Linked DNA regions of Sus scrofa: region 1 is linked to region 2. Evidence: chromatin contacts called from public HiChIP or PLAC-seq data. All regions are on one chromosome and are shown on one strand. Each heading gives the region's core, a stretch centred on a gene start, on an enhancer-like site or on the middle of the called end of the contact. The rest is flanking DNA. Distances are from core to core; before and after follow the strand shown.

Evidence for each region. HiChIP or PLAC-seq counts read pairs in DNA pulled down with a chosen protein or histone mark.
Region 1: an H3K27ac HiChIP or PLAC-seq map of skeletal muscle shows a contact between it and region 2. The contact joins two enhancer-like sites. A contact is called at or near these places in 3 of 47 Hi-C or Micro-C datasets (epiblast stem cells, heart right ventricle and retroperitoneal adipose tissue) and 2 of 2 datasets of contacts at active chromatin or transcription factors (alveolar macrophages and skeletal muscle).

The regions. Positions count from the first base shown.
Region 1 is chr17:17,968,195-17,972,283 of Sscrofa11.1, reverse strand. All of the region lies in intron 2 of PLCB4 (1-phosphatidylinositol 4,5-bisphosphate phosphodiesterase beta-4), which reads right to left. Among named protein-coding and RNA genes, the nearest start is that of PLCB4, 54 kb to the right of the region's middle. Within about 2 kb of position 2,448, at least 21 of the 83 cell types and tissues checked have an H3K27ac peak or open chromatin away from gene starts, as enhancers often do. A contact at or near this core is called in skeletal muscle, where this site is marked.
Region 2 is chr17:17,710,572-17,714,970 of Sscrofa11.1, reverse strand. All of the region lies in intron 32 of PLCB1 (1-phosphatidylinositol 4,5-bisphosphate phosphodiesterase beta-1), which reads right to left. Among named protein-coding and RNA genes, the nearest start is that of PLCB4, 200 kb to the left of the region's middle. Within about 2 kb of position 2,205, at least 22 of the 83 cell types and tissues checked have an H3K27ac peak or open chromatin away from gene starts, as enhancers often do. A contact at or near this core is called in skeletal muscle, where this site is marked.

The DNA.
Region 1 (4,089 bases), core at 1,199-3,698, 260 kb before region 2:
TCTGGTGTTGCTGTGGCTATGGTGTAGGCCAGCGGCTACAGCTCCAATTCTACCCCTAGCCTGGGAAACTCCATATGCCGCTGGTGCAACCCTAAAAAAAGACAAAATAAATAAATAAATAAATAAAAATATTAAATATATATATATGATTAGGTTATTTTGCTGTATAAACTGGACAACACTGTAAATCAATAATTTTAAAAAATAAATAAAGGAACAGTTCTCAAATAACCCCCCCCAAAAAAAGAAAGTATAAAAATATAAACAGAAAAGAAAAATAGCACACTTCTGGGGACTGAGAGAATTACTTCTGGGGACTGAGAGAAATTGAGTGGAGTGAGGGTAATGAGTCTACTGATAGAATCATAATTTTTAATCCTCTTTCATAAAAGATTGGAAGCCCTACATATACACAAATACACACAAGTGGAGTGCAACACTGGAAATGCCAATTTTCCAATTTTAAGTGAAGGATGATACAAAATTGCATATATGGTCACTTTTTAAACTATAAACATGTGGTTCATGTGGGGCTTTGGAAATGCACAAAAGTGATATTAGTTATTAACGAGAGTTCCAAACTTGTTACATTACTTTAAGTCATGTTTAATATTTAGTTAAGAAAACGTCCTCTAAATCGAAAAAGACCAGACTTAGGGCCTAAAATTACACTACGTGATTCCAAATAAATTTTATCAATGCGGAACAGCAAAATGCTGTCTACAAGTATTACCTAGGATGAAAGAGTCCAGCCAATAATTCAAATAACTGAATAATTTTGAGTTAATTACACTATGGTTACATGTTGATTATACTGTAAATTTTTTTAGTTCTATTATTCATAGAGCACTATGGTGTAAAAATGTTCTTAATATTTAAGTTGTGTTTGGGGAGAGTTGTAAACATATGATACCTAGAAATACCTATTTATCTAATTTTTTAAAAACATTTTGGATGGAAATCCTGTGAAATCAGATTGTTATGATCATTATACAACTACAGATGTGATAAATTCATTTGAGTAATAAAAAAAATGAAAAAAAAATAAATAAATAAAATAAATAAATAAAAACATTTTGGAGTTCCCGGTCATGGTGCAGTGGTTAACGAATCCGACTAGGAACCATGAGGTTTCAGGTTCGATCCCTGGTCTTGCTCAGTGGGTTAAGGATCCGGTGTTGCTATGAGCTTCAGTGTAGGTCAAAGACGTGGCTCGGATCCCCTGTTGCTGTGGCTCTGGTGTAGGGCAGCAGTGGCAGCTCCAATTCGACCCTAGCCTGGGAAACTCCACATGCCTCGGGAGCAGCCCTAGAAAAGGCAAAAAGAAAAAAAAAAAAAAAATGGAGTTCCCGTCGTGGCACAGTGGTTAACGAATCCGACTAGGAACCATGAGGTTGCGGGTTCGGTCCCTGCCCTTGCTCAGTGGGTCGACGATCTGGCGTTGCCGTGAGCTGTGGTGTAGGTTGCAGACGCGGCTCGGATCCTGCGTTGCTGTGGCTCTGGCGTAGGCCGGTGGCTACAGCTCCGATTCAACCCCTAGCCTGGGAACCTCCATATGCCGCAGGAGCGGCCCAAGAAATAGCAACAACAACAAAAGACCAAAAAAAAAAAAAATTAATTTTTTTAAATGTTCACATGTCAAGTTCTTTGAGAATCATCAGGCACTGTTGTGGTTTTGATTACTTGAGGATTTAAAAAACGGATGAAATAGGGAGTTTCCATTGTGGCTCAACAAATCCAACCAGTATCCATGAGGACGTGAGTTGAATCCCTGGACTTGCTCAGTGGGTTAAGGATCTGGTGTTGCCATGAGCTGTGGTGTCACAGATGTGGTTTGGTTCTGGCGTTGCTATGCCTGTGGCATAGGCCATCAGCTACAGCTCTGATTCAACCCCTAGCCTGGGAACTTCCAAATGCTGTGGGTGCGGCCATGAAAAGCAAAAAATAAAAAATGGATAAAATAGAATTTATGGAAATTTTAAAGTAGTCCACAGACTCATTTTTTCCACAGAGGAACTAATCCCTTAGACTAAGGTTCACTACTCAAAATAAAAAAGGCAACTAGAGCAGAAAAATCTATGACGTCTTTCACCTTTCTTCAAGCAAAATAAGGCCCATAAAGGATACTGTTTGCAAAAGTAATGCCTCATTAAGTAGGAGAGTAAGGGAGAGGGCCAGTGAGGCCAGATACTAGGTGAAGTTCAGTCAACGGTAACGAATTTATGGCCGAACATCAGCAGCCAAAGGCTGGTGTCACAGCTCACCTCCCCCAGGTTACCAGCCCCTAACTATGAGGTCAGTCAAGGCCATCAGAGGAAGCATGTCCTTTCACAGCAGTGTGCTTGGACAGGAAGAAATGTCACCACTCAGGCATCTCAGGAAACTATGTTAATTCTCCCCAAGTGCCACAAAAGGGTTCCAGAAAGCAGCCTTTTATTGGGGAAGCAGGCAGCTGAGACATGCTGCAAGGACTCCGGGTGACATGAGGAGAGGCCTTGGCACCCAGGTCTGTGAGAATCTCCCACTGGCCGCTGCTCTAAGCTGCTTCCTTCCTCAGCGCACAAACAGAACTTGATCCTTTTCCTTCTTGGCTCATCTCGAGTGACAGTCATCACTCATCATTTCCTGGCTGAACAGTAGGAGAAGGGGGGAGGCTGAGCCTTTGGAACAAGCTTCAGTGTCAGTATTTACCACCTCCTCTTCATTCAGGGAACCCAGATTAGCTATCATTTCCCTCCCTGACAAGGTTAACATGCACCCTCACCTCGAACCCTCTAGCTGTGCACTTTCTCTCATTCGAACTTCCCCTGCAAATGCTACCTGAGCCAGTCATTGTTAGCTCAGAATTCGGCAATCCAGTTATCCTCATCTCTTCTCTGTCCCTAGCACCTGCTTCCTAACATCTGAACACTTTAGTATGCATGGTCCTAGGTCAAGTCTGAATCATCAGAAATCTGTGCCTCCAACAGATATAAGCCCCTCCAGACTAGACATCACATCTTGAGCAAAAGTCAAGTTGTCAGCTTGATTCTGGCCCTCCAGTATAGCCACCTGACTCCATCTGTTGGGCATTCTATTAACAGGGACCCCCGGGGAATTCCCTGGTGGTCTAGCAGTTAAGGATCTGGCACTGTCACTGCTGTGGCACAGGTTCCAGCCCTGGCCCGGGAACTTCCACATGCTGCAGCCACAGGGACCCCCAACAACTAGACTTCTACATTAATGCATATTGCTAATGACCCAGGGACACAAAGTGGTTCAGAATCAAATGGAGGTTTAATTATTTTGGTATTCCTTGAGCAATCTGGTGTATTAACTTATTTAGTAATTTTGCAACTTGGGCTGCAAAACAACCAACAAAATGGAGCCTTTTAACAACACTGGTGATTAGAAAACGAACAATCCATAGAGGTAATCAAAGTATCTCTAGTAATATGGGACTATCCCCAAATCACCAATTCCCTGACTTTCCTGACCAAGATAAAGCTGTTTCTTTGGGTAGCCCATCTACAACATAACTGAAAAAAATAATAAAAGTATATGCTTTACATGGACAACAAGCAACCTCAGAACGGAGACTACCGGCCGGCCCTGCTTGCACTCTGCACGGCCAGAACGTGACGTTCTCATTCCCAGTTGCCAGCGAGGTCTTCAAAGAATGTTCTCCTGGGGGCCTGCCAGGGTTTTGTGTTGCTATCTGAGAAAGCGTTCCGGAAAGTACCCAAGAGCTAAAGCAACAGAGGATTCCACCTCTCAAACATTTCAGGCATTTTAATTTTTATTACAATTTAAACTACATAAGCACCACCCTCAGAAAAAGGAAAACTTGATGACCAAACTTTTTCCCCCCTGCTTACAGTGAGTCCATTAATTTTTTTCTTCCACATACAAACCATCAGACAGTATCTTGCACACTCACACATCTGATGTTCAGGGCACACAGGACCACAATTCTCTGCCCCACCTCCACGCACTGTGCATTTCAAAGCTGATAATGTCTCATTTTATCTGCTTTAGGATGCTGGAATGAGGCTTTTCAGCAGTCAGTCCTTCAGCAAGACCTGTCTTGGTGGGAAAGAGAAAACCTTA
Region 2 (4,399 bases), core at 956-3,455:
TATATACAATTATATGCATAATGTATATGTATATCTATGCCTATGTAAATATAAAGATACAAGAATTATACACACAAGATTTAGATTAATGGCTACCTTGGAGGATAGAGGATTGGGAGAGAGGCAGGGGTATCAGAGGGGGGAAAAACCAGTGTTCTAGTTTTTTGTGTTGTATAATTATTTCACAGGTACTTATAAACAGACCAATATGGTCTTTCATGAACCAGTGAGCAAGGTGTCATTAACTAAGGATTATTATTTATACAATTCCATACACTTGATGTAACATCTATTAAAAAGTGTGTATAGCTGCTTAAATAAAGTAGGTGGTTAGAACTGATGGGTCCTGAAAAGTCACTAATCCATGTGGCAATTTTATATTTGAAAAGACCAAAGACAGGTTAGTTTAAATGACTTGGCTAAAGTCATTCAGATATTTTCATGACATGGATCCAGTGTGAAAAAGAACATTTTAAAGGTAGTTTGGTTTCCTCCTCTGTAGTTTATGATTGCTATGAATTGTTTCCTTACAAACTCTGAGCTCTGATGTTGAAAATATTGCCGACATAGTCTAGCATCATAGGTCTCAATCTCTTCTTAAAATGTTCCTGTTCTTTTCCATTTGAAGAGTATTCTTTCTTCAGATAATTTTTTTTTTTTTTTTGTCTTTTTAGGGCTGTACCCATGGCACATGGAAGTTCCCAGGCTAGGGGTCAGATTGGAGCTGTAGCTGCCGGCCTATTCCACAGACACAGCAATGTCTACACTGCAGCTCATGGCAATGCCGGATCCTTAACCCACCGAATGAGGCCAGGGATTGAAACCACATCCTCATTTATACTAGCCAGGTTTGTTACTGCTGAGCCACAGTGGGAACTCCCTTTATTTATTTATTTATCAATCAGACAATCCCCTCATTCTGGGGGGGGTGTGTGTGTTAGGCTGTGGGAGGTGGGTAGGGAGGACCTACTCCCCACCCCCTTTTTCTGAAATGTCTAATCTTCCTCTCTTCTAATCTTTCTCTCTTCTCAAGAATATCAACAGGGAAAGATTTTCAGATCGATTCTACATTTTGGTCACATCCCCTTATTAATCAGTTGTTTTCGCGACTTCCAAAACGGAGAGAAATTCTAAATTTCACGGTGCACACACATCATTTAAAATTTCCCCTTCTCTGTTATGTTATTTAAACTTTTCCTACATATCAATTAGTTTGAAATAATAAGTCTTTAGGCTATCCATTAATTGCTGCACTGTAGACATGATCTGTAGTTAAAATTACGCCAGGAAAATTAAGCTGCAGCGCAAAGGAGTCTTGGCTAACAGAGAAGGCTTCTTAGCTCTTCGGAGAAGCAGGAGGAAAGAATGGGGACAGAGAATACACAGGGGGCTCCTTTCCGAGTTTGTCATCTGTCAGCGTGAGATGTGAAAACAGACTGCTCCAGCTGTAGGCTTTTCTTCCTTGCTTTTCAGTTTTCATTTTGAATTCTTACTGTATTTGGTCATGCGAAGGCAGAAGAAAACAGTTGTCAGCCAAATGTCCTTTTCTAGTAGAAATTTATTATAAATAGTCTAAAGGCAACTCGGCTTCATAATGAATTTCCCGACCTCTCCTAACCCTGCCAAAGACAACACATCTCGATTGGTGATCTTGGGGAACTTTGTAGGAGGTAGAGGGGATGAAGGGAGGACAGGTGGGGTAGCTGGCAGCCTTACCCACCAGTGCCTTGATTTTAGTAAACACTCTGGTTTTATTTCTGGAAGAAATATGACTTGTAAGGAAGAGGAGGTGCCAGGACTCCCTGTTGGTTGCTGAGCACCCCTGAGGCTTTGGGGGTTACATAAACCTCCCTCTCTCCCTAACCAAGGCTCTAGGTTGCGCTGAAAAATGCCCTCTAAGATCTGACTCAGTCCCACCCTGCGGAGTGGTAGTTTCAATAACTGAGGACCATGGAATCGATTTTTAAAAATGGGAAGGGGAAAGGAAAGACAGAAAGAAAGTTAGATAGTGGCTCATGGGTGATTTTTTTTTCATACCCTCCCTACCCAGGAAAGTTTAAGCTTATGAGTGTTTATTTTGTTTTGCAGTACTCACCCCTTTTCTCTCTGGCTTCTTGTTTCTGCCTCCCCGTGATTCATCATTTTGACTACAGTTCTGGCAAAGGCAAGTGCTGCGAAGTCACCCTTGCCCTCTAGTGGTGAAATGGTACCTTACCCTGCAGGTTTCCCCCATTCTCTGAAAGTAGAGCGTTCCTAGGGAACCTTTGTAAGCAGACATGGCCTAAAGTGAAGAAGCCGTTTCCTAAGGACACATCTTGCTAATGGATGCACAAAATAAACTGAGATAAAGCACAGATGCTCACAGACAACAGCTGAAAGCTCTGGGAGCCTGATGCTGTGATGCTGAGAGTTATTCCCAAGGAAGGATTTTGGCGGTGTCCTTCTCCCAGCCTGGGGTCCGCCGCCAAACAGATGCTGAACACTGTTCTCATGTTTTTTTCCAAAGTGGAAATCCTCTTAGGATTTTGTTCGGTTTGCAAAACAGTCACTAGTGTAGGTCTTTCAAAAAGTGCAGTGGCGTAGAGTGAACTTTAAGAAGCAAGAGATCCTGTACTAGAAACACTTTATGACAAGTAAATGTTTAGAGCTTGGAAGAGCATTTTCTCTGTAGAATAACGCTTTGGCTGGAGCCCACACCATCTTATAAAAGGTCTCCGCACAGGAAATTGTCGCAGAGGCAAAAAATATCCCATTTTGGGTGTCGTTGTTCAAGAGATTCACACAGAAGAGGGATTGTTTTCTTTCCTTTGCCTGGATTGAATTTATAATTTTGAGGCAATTATCTTTAGGTCTTCACATTTTTCACTGTAGTACAAGTGTTTGTAGCAGCGTTTCTTACAATAGTCAAAAACTGGAAACAACCCAAGTTTCTATCAACAGTGAAATGGGAAAATAAAATTGTGATGTATTAAAATACTGTATAACAATGAGAAAAACCCAACCATGACTACATACAACAAATAAGTAATGCCAGATGCAGAAGACTACAGATTGTATGATCCTCTTAATAGAGAGTGCCCAAACTTCTAGAAAAAAAATCTCTATATTGACTGCAGTCAGCACTGTGTTTATTTTACGATGGAGGTGGTATTGATTGGACTAGTGCAAGGAGGCTGGTAATATTCTGCATCTTGATTTAAGTGATAATTTCATTATCTTTTTAAAAAATGATCAAGCTGTTCATTTATGACTTGGGCATTTCATTTTTTTTTTCTCCCAGGCTCTTACCTATGGACTAATAATTTATTTTATGTCTTGTATGCCCTTTGTTTCTTTGAAATGCCCTTTTTCTGCCCCCCCCGGGTAAGATAATTTCAGAAACTTTCCTATGTATCTGTATTTTTGTGGCATTTTTAAAGTCCTGTGGTTGGTAAAGGCTGTTATCAGGGATAACCAGCTCATCTTGCCTCTCTGGTCCTCAAATTCCCCTCATTGCTCTATGGACTGTTGCACAGTGGCCACTCCCTGGGGGTCCTGGTAAAGTCAGAACTCACTTCCAGGACCCTGGGGGCTGTCCAGGGGCTGCTTGGATGTAATTATGCTGGCGTATTAAGCTTCCTCTGCCTGTGATATCTGGCACTAGGGAGGTAGAAATGTCGGGCGAAGAGTATAAGAAAACAAGAAACATGACACAGAGGGGAAAGAGTGGGGGGAATCAGAAAGAAAACAATGATTTGGAGGTTTCTGGTGACTTCTGGCACTTTCCCATTTTCCTTCGTACACTTAACCCATCCATCCCAGAAAAAAGAAGTGCCTGTTTATTTGCAGTTTGCTCTTTGCCTGGGTCTGACTCTCTGGAGAGCAAGGGAAAGGTGAGGAGGGGGATTTCCTGGACTCCCAGGCTCACACCGAGAAGGCTAGGCTATAGCCTGCTAGGGTCCTGCATGGGTGAGGATCTCCTCTGCTCCTTGGGACATGGCCCTGATGTCAGTACCACAGAAAGAGGAATCCAGTAATTGAACAAAGTGGGCAGAGGAGCTGTTCTCACTTCTAGAGGGAGATCCCAAGGCTGGCATTCGACCCTTGCTTGGTTAGAGGGAGTTGGGTTTCCCTGGTTCTGTCCTGAAGGATGGTTTTGTTGTTGATGGAAAAGAACAGTCTGTAGTGGGGCAGTTTTCTCAAGTTCTTCAATTAGGGGTTAGAAAAATAATCACCTTCTCTTTTGGAAGACCTAATGAGAAGGCAGTCACCTAATGAGAAGACAGCAACAGTAGCTACCATTTAGAAACGACACTCAGTAATCCCAGAGAGGACTGGAATGACAGAATAATTAAGAGGCAGAGAGGAAGCACACAATAAATAAAAAAGGTATAGGGCTTAGGGCTCTGATAGACAGCAG